Linked DNA regions of Zea mays: regions 2 and 3 are each linked to region 1. Evidence: chromatin contacts called from public Hi-C data. All regions are on one chromosome and are shown on one strand. The core of a region is the stretch at or near the end of the contact, and the rest is flanking DNA. Distances in the headings are between cores, read along the strand shown.

Region 1 (4,162 bases), core at 1,300-3,799:
CTGCATGGCAGCGGACCATCCGCTCAGCGCAGAGGCTATGATGATCACTTGTAGAACTTCGGGAGGATCCCGTCAGGAAGTAATTGGGATCAGCAGACCACTCGACGTCAAGCCGAGGAGAGGTAAAGCTTGGGGATAAAGAAGACTAATTTAGACTAAATTACTGTTACTCCTAGGGTAAGAATGTAAAGGAACGGGTAAATAGATTGTTTGATCGATTAAGTGATGCCTCAATCGGCCGTACCACTTCGTATATACAGGGAGAGGTATGGATCCAAACTTAGCACGCGTGGGATAAAGAATCGCCTAAGTTAATCTAATCGTGGACCGTTCGACCTACACCGCGAACCGTCTAAGGCGTGGACCGTCTGGGTCACAGCCAAATCTGGTGCTCAACATAACGGAACCAATTCCTGAAGTACCCATGTGTACAAGGGCAAACAGTATTCTGATGCTACCCAGGCTTTAATGACTGATGGTCGACGGCGAAGGAGAAGACAAATTAGTTTACGTGCTAGTGGGCTCTACCTTAATTCTAAAGAAAAATTATCAAGTTGCCCATGCTAGTTGTGAAAGGGTGCGTAGTCCATTAGCATCTGTAGATGCTAGGTTTGACTCTTCGTTTATTTCAGAATTTAACGGTATTGCTCGATCTTTAAAGATGCTTATATACGTGCGCTCTTCGACGTTAGTGTGCATAATAACTCGAAGAAAAAAAAGGTTATCCACGCTAGCCATAAGTGGTGAAAGCTTTGGACGGTACCTTTCATGATTTGTTCGCCGCGGATGCATATCTCGCCTGGCTGGTTCCGTCCCAGCGACGCGCTGGTGTCTGGGTCGACGATCTTCAGCTCCGCGTTCCTGACGACGGTGCCACAGGAGCCGGACTTGACCTCGAACGGCTCCTTGGCGAAGGCCAGGCACATGGCCAGCACGGGCCCCGCCTCGGTCATCCCGTACCCCTGGTGGAAACGAACAGAGGTTATTCGTAAACATCACATTCCCGTTTCAACAGACAAAACCTATCGTCTCGGTCTTGTACAAGTACAACGATGTAGGTGCACCGGCATCCGTGGTGGGACTCGCCCACCCAGAGTCTGGGAGGAAAAGACCGGAACAAGTGGTTGAACGAAATGCTTTCTTAGCGAGACGGCAACCGGAATCATGGGCTTGCCGTGCGCACCGACCTTTCACCACACCACACTAGCGCCTCCATCAGGCGCGGGCGAACAAACAGAGCGCCGGCGTAAAGGCGTTCGTTGTGGTTGAGACGTCGCCTTGGCAGGCGGCACAAGCAAACCCGAGTGGTCATGCAGCCATAAAAAAAACACGACAAAAGCGCGGGCGTACGCTAATGCTACCCCCCACCAACTCTCTATCTCATCCCTTTCACTACCTCGCGCGCTCACTATGCTACTACAGTGTACAATTATAATAATACTACTCGTACTGCTACCACTGTGGACATGCACATGCACTTAATCACGAAACCGGCATTTCGTTGATTCGTGAAGCGTGGTTACGAGGTGTGGAGGATTGTGGGGGGCGCGAACAGACCTGGCCGAGCACGGCGTTGGGGATCTTGGCCATGAACGCGTCCTGGAGGTCCTTCCCCATGGGCGCGGCGCCGGACATGACCATGCGGATGGAGGCGAGGTCGGCGGCGCCCACGCGGGGGCTCTTGGCGATCTCCACCACGATGGGCGGCACGAAGGGCGCCACGGTCACGCCGTGCGCGCGCACCAGCTCCACCAGCGCGCCGATCTCGAACTTGCGCATGATCACGATGGCGCAGCCGGCGCGCAGCCCCGCCAGGAGCACCGAGTTCAGCGAGTAGATGTGGAACAGCGGCAGCACGCACAGCACCACGTCATCCTTGCTGAAGTACAGGTTCGGGTTCTCGCCGTCCACCTGAAAAAATCCATCCCGCAAGTCAAATCGAGTTGAACGCTAGCGCGCCATTAAAATCATAATACTAGTACGGAGTACTGTACATCGGCACGGATCTCGGGCCGGATCGTGAGATTGTCAAACAGCTGGCTCTGGGCCTCTGGCTGCCTGCCTGCCTGCCTAGAGTTACTGCTACTGACAGCCGCGGCCCACGGGAGGCTAGCCACGAGACAGGCTGTCGCATTAAACGGCTCATGACGGGGTGGTAAATGATCGTTCTATTTCGCGCCGACTGAAAAGCGCGTAGGAGAGGGGAAAAAATCCTCCCGAGCTGGAAAGCGTGGGCGCCGTCACGCCACTTCGAATCGAAGAGGCACAGGAAACTGAAATAAATAATAAAAAAATTTCCTCGCGCTAGAACTAACGGGACCGAAACGGAATGGGAGCAGGCCAGCGGCGGCAGGAGGGACGAGGATCTCCGCCCGCTCTCACCTGCTGCGCGACGCTGGTGACGAGGCTGCGATGCGTGAGCATGACGCCCTTGGGCATCCCGGTGGTGCCGGAGGAGTAGGGCAGCGCGACGACGTCGTCGGGGCCGACCTCCTCGTCGGCGGCGAGCGGCTCGGCGGCGTCCACCAGGGCCCGCAGCTCCAGGCACCCGTCGAAGGCGCCGTCGACGGCGACCACCGGCACGCCGCGCTCGGCGGCGAACCCGCGCACCTTGTCGACGGCGCAGGCCTCGGTGACGACCACCCTGGCCCCCGCCGCGGCCGCCTGGCGGTGGATCTCGTGCGGGGTGTAGAACGGGTTGGCCGTGGTGGTGGCGGCGCCCAGCCGCGCCGCGCCGAGGAAGACCAAGGCGAACTCGGGGCAGTTGCGGAGCAGCGCCATCACCACGTCGCCCCTGCCCACCCCGAGCCCGCGCAGCGCCGCCGCCGCGGAGCGCGACAGGCGGTCCACCTCGGCGTAGGTGTGCACGGCGCCCGTCTGCCCGTCGATGAGGCAGGGGCGGGAGGACACCTCGGGGAGCCGCTCGAAGCAGTAGGCCTGCAGCGAGAGGTTCCGCGGGATCTCGATGTCGGGTAGCTTGGAGCGGAACACTACCGACGCCGCTGCTGCCGCTGCCGCGGTGGAGTCCTCCGCGACGGAACCCATCGTCCTCGCTGCCGGTGAAGCGATCGGCTCCGCGTCGGCCGGAGGGCAAATGGTGGGCGGGATCTCGAGGCTCTGCTCGGCTCCGCTGCTCGCCTGAGCTGAGGAGTGGCGGAATTGGGGAGGAAGCCGGGTTATTATACCGCCGCGGCGTGGTGGAAGGGTTGGTGGGGGACAGATCACTGATGGGGCCGCAATGTCGGTGGGGGAGCCGGTAACGAGTTCGAGGGTGTCCACGGCGGGCATCCTTCCACGGACTCCGGGTCAGTCGAGAGAGTTGACTGTACTATTAGTAATCTGTAGCACGTCCTATTGACTTTGTTTTCACTTTTCACCGAACCAGCTTGCCAGGCCGGCTATTGCATTGGAGGCAGGGTGAGAGTGAGATCGGTGCGCGTTTCCTCTTCTGGGCTTGCTGTTAACCATGCTTTCGAACGTGATGTCGCCGGTTTTGTCAGCGTGTGCAACTGCGTCACAAGGCTACACCGCCCTGGTAACGTGAACGGAGGATGACACATGTGTCGTGTACTTACTGATCTATACAAAACTACACTTGTCCCCTTTAACGATTTTTAGTTCATGTTATATAAAAAATATTAATATTTAAGATACAAAATTAATAATATTAAGTTAGCTATAAATTATATTTATCACAATCCAATTGTAGTTGTAAACTAAACTTTTTTAGCAATGTTTCTCTAAGACTCACCGATCTCCCGTAGGACTTTAGTGTAAGCCCTTCCCGTCGTACGATTGAATCACCGAACTTTTCTACCATGACACTGAGTCATAACTCTGGGTTAACTCTTCTCCGACAATGGACAACTTTATCTCTTCAACGAAGGGCCTTCTATTCATCCTCTATAGGACAAGAACCCTAAATTTATTTCTCAACTCCCATAATCTTCTCCAATCAATCCAAGTCAATCAGAGTCAACCATGGTCAGCTCTATAGTTGTTCAATAGGACCCTCTGATATATCGCCCAAGAAGTACTCTCTTAACCCCCACAAGGTTCCTACCTACGCTGTAGATGGAATTAAGTGCCAGGATTGCTTGCTCGGTCAAGCATTGCCTATTCAATTCAAACAAGTGGTAAGTGTTCCAACATCAACCCTCTT
Region 2 (4,321 bases), core at 1,387-3,886, 320 kb after region 1:
ACGGCGACTCCAACAAGGTCGCCTGCAAGGGGTCAGCGTCGAAAGAACAACGATGCCATGGTCAAATCGGAGATGGGCTTGATTGAGCAGAGTAAACTTGTGCTGACGGAACAAGAGCCAGAGCTGGGAGACGTTCCGGTGAAGAGACCCGTTGGGAGGCCCAGGAAGGCGAGGTAGGTAACCTCCGACATTTTCCAATTTTTTTTTTTATATATATATAGGAACAGAACAGGGCATGGTGACCTTTCATGGTCTACTTGTAAACTAGGAACGGACCTAGCTCAGATGACCCGGGCACCCCTGCTTCGTAGGCTTGAGCTCCGTTTGGCTTGGATTCCGGCGCCTTTTCCAGTTTCCTGTGACTTCTGTACAGTGCAAGCCATCTTAACGCCGCCAAGGTTAACTTATCGAAACATTTGGAGAACCTGGAAGCAAACGGCGAAGTTTTTCCGTGTGCGTTAATGTTTCAGAGAAGGGAGTCCGAGGGAAAAAAAGGTTGCCACTACGCAGCTCATGTACTGTTTTTTTTTGTAGGATGTATTGACATCATTGTACCAAATCAGCTCCATATAATCCTGTTTGATAGATATAATACCATTGTATCAAATCTCGAGTTTTGATAGGCAAAGATTACTAGTAATCTTGAAGAGCCCGCGGTCGTCAGAGACGGCGGTAATTTTGCGCCTTGCAGATGGTGCTGTATGATGTGGAAATAGTCTCGTTCTTCAACAGGTGTATGATGTGGAAATAGTCTCTCATCACTCATCAGTCCATTCCGGCTAGGCTGGCAGCTGGCTGCTGCTGTCGTTCCTCGGCGGCCGGAGATGAAAATATCCTGGGATGATGTGCGACGGCACCGGCACGTGGGATGCCTAGCTGGAGCCAATGGCCTCGTCGCTTTCGGCCTGCTGCCGTGCACGCATACATCTCGCCCGCCCGCTTCAGTAGTCAGTATCTCTGGCAGCGTGGCACGGCGTTGAAGGCTTGAGGAGGCTACAGGAGTTTAGCAGCAGGAAACGGCACGGGGCTTGGTGAATGAACACCCGTAAAAGTACCATCAAAACAAAGCAAAATACAGTACCAGTGTACGGCGCTAGGATAGGAGGAGATAGACGAGTACGAGTAGACAAAGCGCCTGCAACGATCGAAGTCGTCGTGAACTCGGCAGATAACTCCAAAGCATCGCATCCGGCCAAATGTAGCTGTTTATGTTATCCTGGTGCAGTTTAGCCACTTTCTCTTTGTCCAGGTGCCCTGGTTTACTGTATGCTACACTGTACTTACTGCTGAATGCGTAGCGTAGGTAGGTGGTCGATCGTTCTCGGTGAACAGAACGCTACACGGAGCTGAAGATGATGGCTGTGTGGTGCCCTTGTATGGTAGGGAAACCCTTCTCGACCACGACCTTTTCCGATGCCATGCCGACTTGTCCTAGTCGTCGTCCTGCCATTGCCAAGGTGAAGGTCCTGAGCCAGGCAGAAATCTGCAGAATTTCAGTAAGCGGGAGTGTCTAAAAGAACCATGCAACATCTTCGCTCGGTTTTAATTCGTACGGATTTTTATTGTTTTTATATTATATTTGTTTTTATTAATTATAGCTGCAGCAATCTAAATAACTAATTTTAATCTGAAGCCACGTCAGATGAAGTCGTAACTGGCGTTCAGTCCCATGTGAACAAAACCAGGCTCGCTCAGTGCAGGACGCACATGTGCGTGTTGTGCCAGTGGTCCTGAATCCTCTGTCCCTGCCAACACTTCCAGATTCCGATTAGCATGACACAACTACAACGCCTCCTCTGTCCCTGCCAACACTTCGTACTTCCTACTTCCTACTTCTTACAGATTCGCGGGAAAGATCGCCCACACAATACTTCGTACTTCCTCGGATTTTAGAAACTTTTAACCTTTATACGTATCTAACAAAAACAATATATCTAGAAAAGTTTTAACATATTACCTTTAGACTCCGTCCTCTAGAGTCAACGGTTAGATACTAAAATTAGTGGTATAGGTTTCAAACACCTTCAATTGTTAGGTACATCATAGCTAACAATTAATTAATTAGGTAGCTCAATCTATCTAATAACTTATTAATTGACTAACTATTAGTTCTAATGGTTTTAAACAGGACATACCTTGATTTACAACAAATGGAATACGGTATATCATGGTTATGCGATCACTCAGGCTATCTCCAACAGACGTTTCATATGGACGTGCTCACAAATAAGACTTTGATCAACGGTTTACACATATGGTTACATAAAGACACTACTTTGCACTGTTTACAAAATGAAGTTTAAATATATGAGTGTGAATGAGTAAACGGCTAAAGATAGTTTAAAGTTGTTTTATCTGTATGGTTAATTAAAATATTGTTTTGCATTTTATACTATAATGTTGACAAAGTATAGTCTGAATACGAGGATGAACTGCCCTGTGTTTTGAACTTGTGATCCGGTGAACGGTGTCATTTCCATGTGAACGGAACTGCCCAATCACTCGCAGGCACAGTCACATCGCGCGATCGCGATCCACGGTCCACGGACAGCGACGCCTTGCGGATGCACTCGCTGCGACCGGGGCCGGAAGACCCGTGCAACGACACGACACGAGTACACGACCCGTGCAACCACTTCACTCATCACTTCCACTTATGTGCACACATTGCCGTGCCGTGCGGTGCGTGAAAGGCACGGGGCCGCCGGCCGGACTCTTCTGACTTGGCAACCGCCGCGCAGCGCGACGAGCGCCACCTGCTTGCTGCCGCGTGCCTGCGTGCGTGTGCGTCCACCACTGACCCCGCGCCCGCCCGCCGCCCCTGCCCCTCCACTCCACTTGCTCACTCGTCGGCTCGTCGCGGCCCGCTTCCCCCCCGGCCAAGGGATGGACGCGCTTCGCCTACGGCCGTCCCTCCTCCCCGTGCGGCCCGGCGCGGCCCGCCCGCGAGGTCAGTGAACTCCTTCCCCTCGCCGCTCACCGCGACAGAACCTGGCCTGCAGGCTTTAGTTCTATTGAGCTGGATATTTTAGTTCGACGGATTAATCGTGTACTCTAGTAGCCACAAAGACCGCGATGCTTGTGATGCGCGAGTATTCCTTTGCTCTTTTCTAATCGAACACTAACCGGGCTCGTTCCGTCCTGTACTCCGGTTGGCTGTAGCGCCTGGAATCAGTGGGAAAACGATGCAGGAGCAGTTGTATTAATGTCGTCTTTTTTTGAGAGAGAGGAGTGGCTGATATTAATGTCAAAGCTGTCATGGACAGGAAAACTGTTTACCTGGAGTTTGTTAGATAGCTCAGTCTTTAAAATGATGGGTTCCTGCGGGGACATCAAACCCGGGCCATGGTGGTGTAGTCCAATTTCACGTTTTAGAGGTTGGGGATGAGAATTAAGATGTCAAAACCTTGCAGGGATTTTGGTTTCTGCTGATTCTAACTTTATCAGGATGGTTACATGTACAAGCGAGGGTTAAAATTAGTCATGAAATTCCCTTTTGCTATTTTTTTTCTTCAAATTAGCTTCAAGGAAATGTTTTACTTGTGACCTTGTTGACTAGTTCTGCTCAAAACTTTACTGACTGTAAAATAACAAAAAAAAATTGTTGAAATAATCAAAAGCAGTGTTGCCCCAACTGTACCTGCTTATGTGTAGGGAAGCACTTCAAGTTTCCTTTTATTCTTTAACTAATTCCAGACTCACATGAAGACTGTAGTAGGGGTAGCACTTCAAGTTTTCTTTTCTTCTTTGACCAATCCCAGACTCCCATGTAGACTGTAGTAGGGGAAACACTTCAAGTTTTCATTTCTTCTTTGACTAATTCCAGGCTCCCACATATATTGTAGTAGTAGAAGGCACAGCGGGCATGGTTTGTGGGACTGTAATTAGTAATGCAGATGTCGAGCTTATTGGTCACACATTATTTCATTCTGTTACTTTCTCTAGTGTTTGGCCTAGTATTGAAATGTTTGAATTTCCAGATCATTTTCTACCACCATGTTGTTCCATACAACGAAATGGTGAAGGACGAATTTGCTTTTCTAGCCAAAGGACCCAAGGTCCTACCTTGCATCACCATCAGAAATTCTTCGAATGGAAATCCTCCTATTGTAGGATATCACATCGGTCATTAAATACTTCTGTTAATGCTTCGGGGCAACAGCTGCAGTCTGAACCTGAAACACATGATTCTACAACCATCTGGAGGGCAATATCATCTTCTCTAGATGCATTTTACAGATTTTCCCGGCCACATACTGTCATAGGAACAGTTAAGTCACGTTGATGTACTGTTTCATTTACATGATCGTCCAGTAAGTAT
Region 3 (4,332 bases), core at 383-2,882, 330 kb before region 1:
TGCGCCACCACGTCGCCACCTCCTCCAGCGCGAACAGCACGCCGCCGACGGGCGCGCGGAACGCCGCGCACACCCCGGACGACGCGCCGCACGTGATCAGGTCCCGGCGGTCGCGGTCGTTGTTGAAGTAGCGCAGCCACCGCCAGCGCAGGCGCCACCGGCCCTCGCCGCCCTGGCTGAGCAGGTTGGCCAGGCACGCGCCGATGTGCACCAGCGGGCCCTCCTTGCCGAGATCCATCCCCGACGACACGGCGCCGATGCTGCCGATGATCTGCAGGCACACAGACAGCACGAGACAAGGAACGGAACCGTTTCTTTTCTTTTTCAGAAAAGCCCCAAGGCCCCAACCAAAAAAAAAAAAGAGAGAAAAGCGGCTTGACCTTGACGATGAGCTGCGGCGCGCCGAACATGTTGGGCGTGTCGACGCCGTTGAGATAAGCCTTGATCTCGGGGATGCCAGGGCCAGCGGCGGTGGGGGCGAAGACGACGCAGAGCACCGCGGCGACGAAGGTGAGCGCGAAGTTGACGCCGGCGAAGTAGAGGAAGCCCGCCCAGTAGCGCTTCCCGCGGACGAGGTTGACCATCTGGAGCATCTTGAGGCCGGAGATGTTCTCGATGGCGAGGTTGATGAGGGACGCGATGACGCCGGTGAGGAGGCCGACGAGGAACGCCATGGCCCACTTGAGGAAGATGTACTGAAGCACCTCGACGTTGGAGCGGCTCCGCCAGTCGTGCTTGAACAGGTCGTTCTCGATGATCCTGCGTGCCAAGAACAGAACAGACAGACAGAGCAATTCAATTTTGGGACGCAAGAGCAGAGCCAGCCGCACTTCATCATCAGCCACGATGACAAGCATGGAGGTATTAGTAGTAACAAGCTAAGATGGAATGCTCACTCGTAGTCGAGGCTCTCGATGTGGGAGACCTTGGCGCCGACGATGGCCAGGTGGCTGGCCGTCAGGGTGGTGCTCCGCTTGAGCAGCGGCTGCTCCAAGGAGCTGATGCCGTTGCCGCTGCCGCTGCCGCTGCCGCCGGCAGGGTCCTCCGGGTCGTTCGCACTGTCGTCGTTCTTGCTGTCCGAATCCGGCCATTCCGGCGCAGGACTGGGCTCGGTCGCCGGATCCCGGCCCAGCCTTGGGCTCTGCTCTTCCTCCATGGCTTTCCCCGGGACCGGGAGAGAGAACTATTGCCTCTAGCCTCTGAAGTCTGAAGCAAGCAATTGGATGGGACCGTGGAATTCGCCTTATCTATGTGATTATATGTCTCTATGTGGCTGGCTGGACCGACAACTTGCAAGGATGGGGGGGCTTGGATGAGTGGTGACCCATTGACAGAGGCAGCCTGATGAGTGATGAGAATGAGATCTCTCGTTTCAGACACCTCAACTTCATATAGGCCAAAAGAATTTGGCCTTCTCTCGCGTCTTTTGCTTGAAAATTTCTAAACTTGCCGAGTCCTAGCCCTCACATGAACATTTTGCTTTCAGAATGTGCTTTGTTTACGTGATGAAGAAAATTCAGCACAGTTGGCACCAATAATAGAGTTTTTTTTTGAAATTTAATACATGTGATCCCTGCCTTGAGGGGGTGAGGTGCCTCTTGGGAGGTCACCAAGGTTCACAGCTCGCACTTCAGGTGAAGAGTGCAATGGACACAGCAAGCTCATCCGGTGTCTCACTTTTGTGACCACGCACTTGCCCCCTTGGCAACCTCACCTTGCCTCTATGGATGGATTGATTATTGATAGAACGACCTCAAGGTGCAACCTCACCTTGCCTTTTGGACTATGGTCTATGGATGGACTGGCGGACTGTGGTTTTTTTTCCCTGAGAGAGAGCAAGGAAAGTACCAGTTGATCATGAACCTGGATGGGCTCAGTTCCTTGGCACTTGCCCACTTGCATTCCTAGTTCGATGAACCACGAACAAACAAAGGCAACTTCAATACTATGATTTAAGCCAACTCATAGGAGATCATATATAATAGTCCTTAAAAGGGGGAAATGAGATATGACTAGAGGTGATAATGAGCTCTAAATTTTACAATATAAGATTTAATGATTATATCAGATTAGGATTAGACCTTATTTTTATTCATTTTTAACTAAAATTTATTTAGGCACCTACCATTTTGTGAAGAAGCATTTGGATCGCGATATGCCGATACGTGTATGCGATGCTTACAGTCCAGTCCAGTGATCCAGTGGAGATAAGAACGGGGCGAGGCTGCACCGGACTATGATTCGTAGGTTGGGATATCATATATCCGTAGAAAGTTACTGATCCAATCTTCTAATGCACAAGTTGCATTCGGTTATGGTTTCTTGGGTGGCGAACATGGTGATGTAATGCACACATCTTTTCTTTTTTCCTTTTGAATAACATCCAGCAGGCTCGGAGTGACTCCACCCTCCGGTCGCTTAAGAAAACAAAACAAGATGTGATGCGTACGTGCGCTTTTGTTAAGGGTTTTGTTCTCAGCGTCTGTCCAGAAAATATAGGCCTCTGTCATGTCTAAATTGTTATGACAAATTTAGTATTTTATAAAATAGATATATATAAAATTTAATGCTTATCTTTTCCTATGTTACCAAGCTACAAATAAGAATAAAATTTTGTATAAATTGTTTCATGCATTATTTGCTCCCTGCTACAACAAAAAAAGTGAAAATACCTAAATCTGTATCTATATCCAAATTTTATATCTATCATTTGATAGGATATATGACAAATTTGTGGTTTATCTTTTATAAATCTTTACAAGCTCAATGCTAAATACAAGAATACAAATTTGCATATATGTAATAACAAAAACCGAAAAAATTAATCTCCAAAATAAATATTTGTTTTTCATCCCTCACTTCCCCTATTTTCTGTTAGGTGTCAAGGTGCACTTAACAGTGCATATTTCCATTGGTAGTAGATAGATTCTGATATCATTCATATTCTAATTGGACTCTATTTGTTTTGGAAATACCACAGAGCTAAATTTTCAACATAAGGGGACCATTCAAACCAGCAACAATCATACATGCACATAATAAAGGTATATGTAACAACCAAATAAACATTTATGTCAGAGTACAAAAGATAGCCGAAGAACCAAAAAGGGGAACAAAATTAATATTAGCCATATATATATATATATATATATATATATATATATATATATATATATATATATATATATAATCTTCACTCACTCAATCTAATCATTTTAAAAAATCATGACAATAACATAAAAGTAGTTAAATAGGGCAAAAATAATTAGCTCCACTTTTGATGCTTAAAGATATTCGGATCACATATTGCAAGGGCTAGCATGTCCGCGGACACATACCATCTTGAACACAATGAAGAATGTCAAAACTGATATCAGTCCGATGTTGATCCTATTCTTTGCTGGTAGACTCTCCAACACCTCTTGGAAAGTCCCGTTGGGAAGAAGCACGTGAACGTTGTCCTAGGATTGGCAAGCCACTTAGAGCACTGTCAAAACTCATTGAGAGATGCAATGAAAAACAAGATAGAGGTAAACAAAGGGATAAAAGAGATAGTATATGTATTTTGATCGATTGGATGCTGGGTACCTCAATCGAGCGTGGTTCACTCATGTGGTCTTATCCCAGTAAAAAATAACTCTAAAATGTGTTGGGTACGTTTCCAATTCTAAAAATCAACTTAAAATGAATTGGTTTGAAAACCACTAGGTCGGGGTTTCACAACTAGACTGGCCACTATAGTCGCCATGGCAGAGGAAGTTGGCCTGGTTGACTTTGGGAATCTAGCCTTACTACATTTGGAGGTTGGCCTAATTGACTTTGTCATCGTGGTACTCGACCTAGTCGGTTTTGGTGGCTAGCCTAGTTGTCTTCTGATAGTCGACTAGAGGGGGTTGAATAGTGAAACATAAAATTTAACACAAAACAAAACATGATCCCAATTAGAGGTTATTACACTACACAAATTAATCGTGATGAAGAGGGAAGTTCTCCTTGCATGCAATTGCTCTTTTCAATGAGAGGGTGATTTAGACTTAGAACAATACAAGAATGTGAAGATGGTCAATCGCAAGAGGACTTATGTAGGAAAGAAGTAATGCAAATTGCAATCACAACAACACAAGAAAGACACGACAATTTGTTTACCGGAGTTTGGTTTCACAAAGAAACCAATGTCTCCATTGAGGAGTCCACTAAGGACCGGGTCTCTCTTAGCCCTTTCTTCACTCAAGTGATCATCAAGATGAAACTTGAGTTGCTCTTCTCTTTTATCAATCGGTTCAAGGCTCTCCACACGCTTGGAGGCTCTTGATCGCTTTACAATCGATGTGA

The links. Hi-C and Micro-C count contacts between places; a contact is called where the count stands out from the background.
Region 2: a Hi-C map of ear shows a contact between it and region 1, with 4 times the contacts expected there. The contact joins the promoter of LOC732789 here to the promoter of LOC100382272 in region 1. A contact is called at or near these places in 6 of 25 Hi-C or Micro-C datasets (bundle sheath, ear, endosperm and 3 more).
Region 3: a Hi-C map of endosperm shows a contact between it and region 1, with 4 times the contacts expected there. The contact joins the promoter of LOC100502532 here to the promoter of LOC100382272 in region 1. A contact is called at or near these places in 2 of 25 Hi-C or Micro-C datasets (endosperm and leaf).

What each region holds. Positions count from the first base shown.
Region 1 is chr9:112,211,728-112,215,889 of Zm-B73-REFERENCE-NAM-5.0, reverse strand. LOC100382272 reads right to left here and starts at 2,549. Exons shown (of 6, transcript NM_001175023.1): 1 at 2,383-2,549; 2 at 1,558-1,911; 3 at 764-962. The coding sequence starts at 2,439.
Region 2 is chr9:111,889,753-111,894,073 of Zm-B73-REFERENCE-NAM-5.0, reverse strand. It overlaps LOC732789 (homogentisate phytyltransferase VTE2-1), which reads left to right and starts at 2,636. Exons shown (of 12, transcript NM_001112407.2): 1 at 2,636-2,950; 2 at 3,981-4,270. The coding sequence starts at 2,887. LOC100275605 reads left to right here. Exons shown (of 10, transcript NM_001149655.2): 9 at 1-173; 10 at 269-676. The coding sequence ends at 311.
Region 3 is chr9:112,541,548-112,545,879 of Zm-B73-REFERENCE-NAM-5.0, reverse strand. It overlaps LOC100502532 (chloride channel protein), which reads right to left and starts at 1,632. Exons shown (of 4, transcript NM_001398833.1): 1 at 897-1,632; 2 at 381-759; 3 at 1-271. The coding sequence starts at 1,156.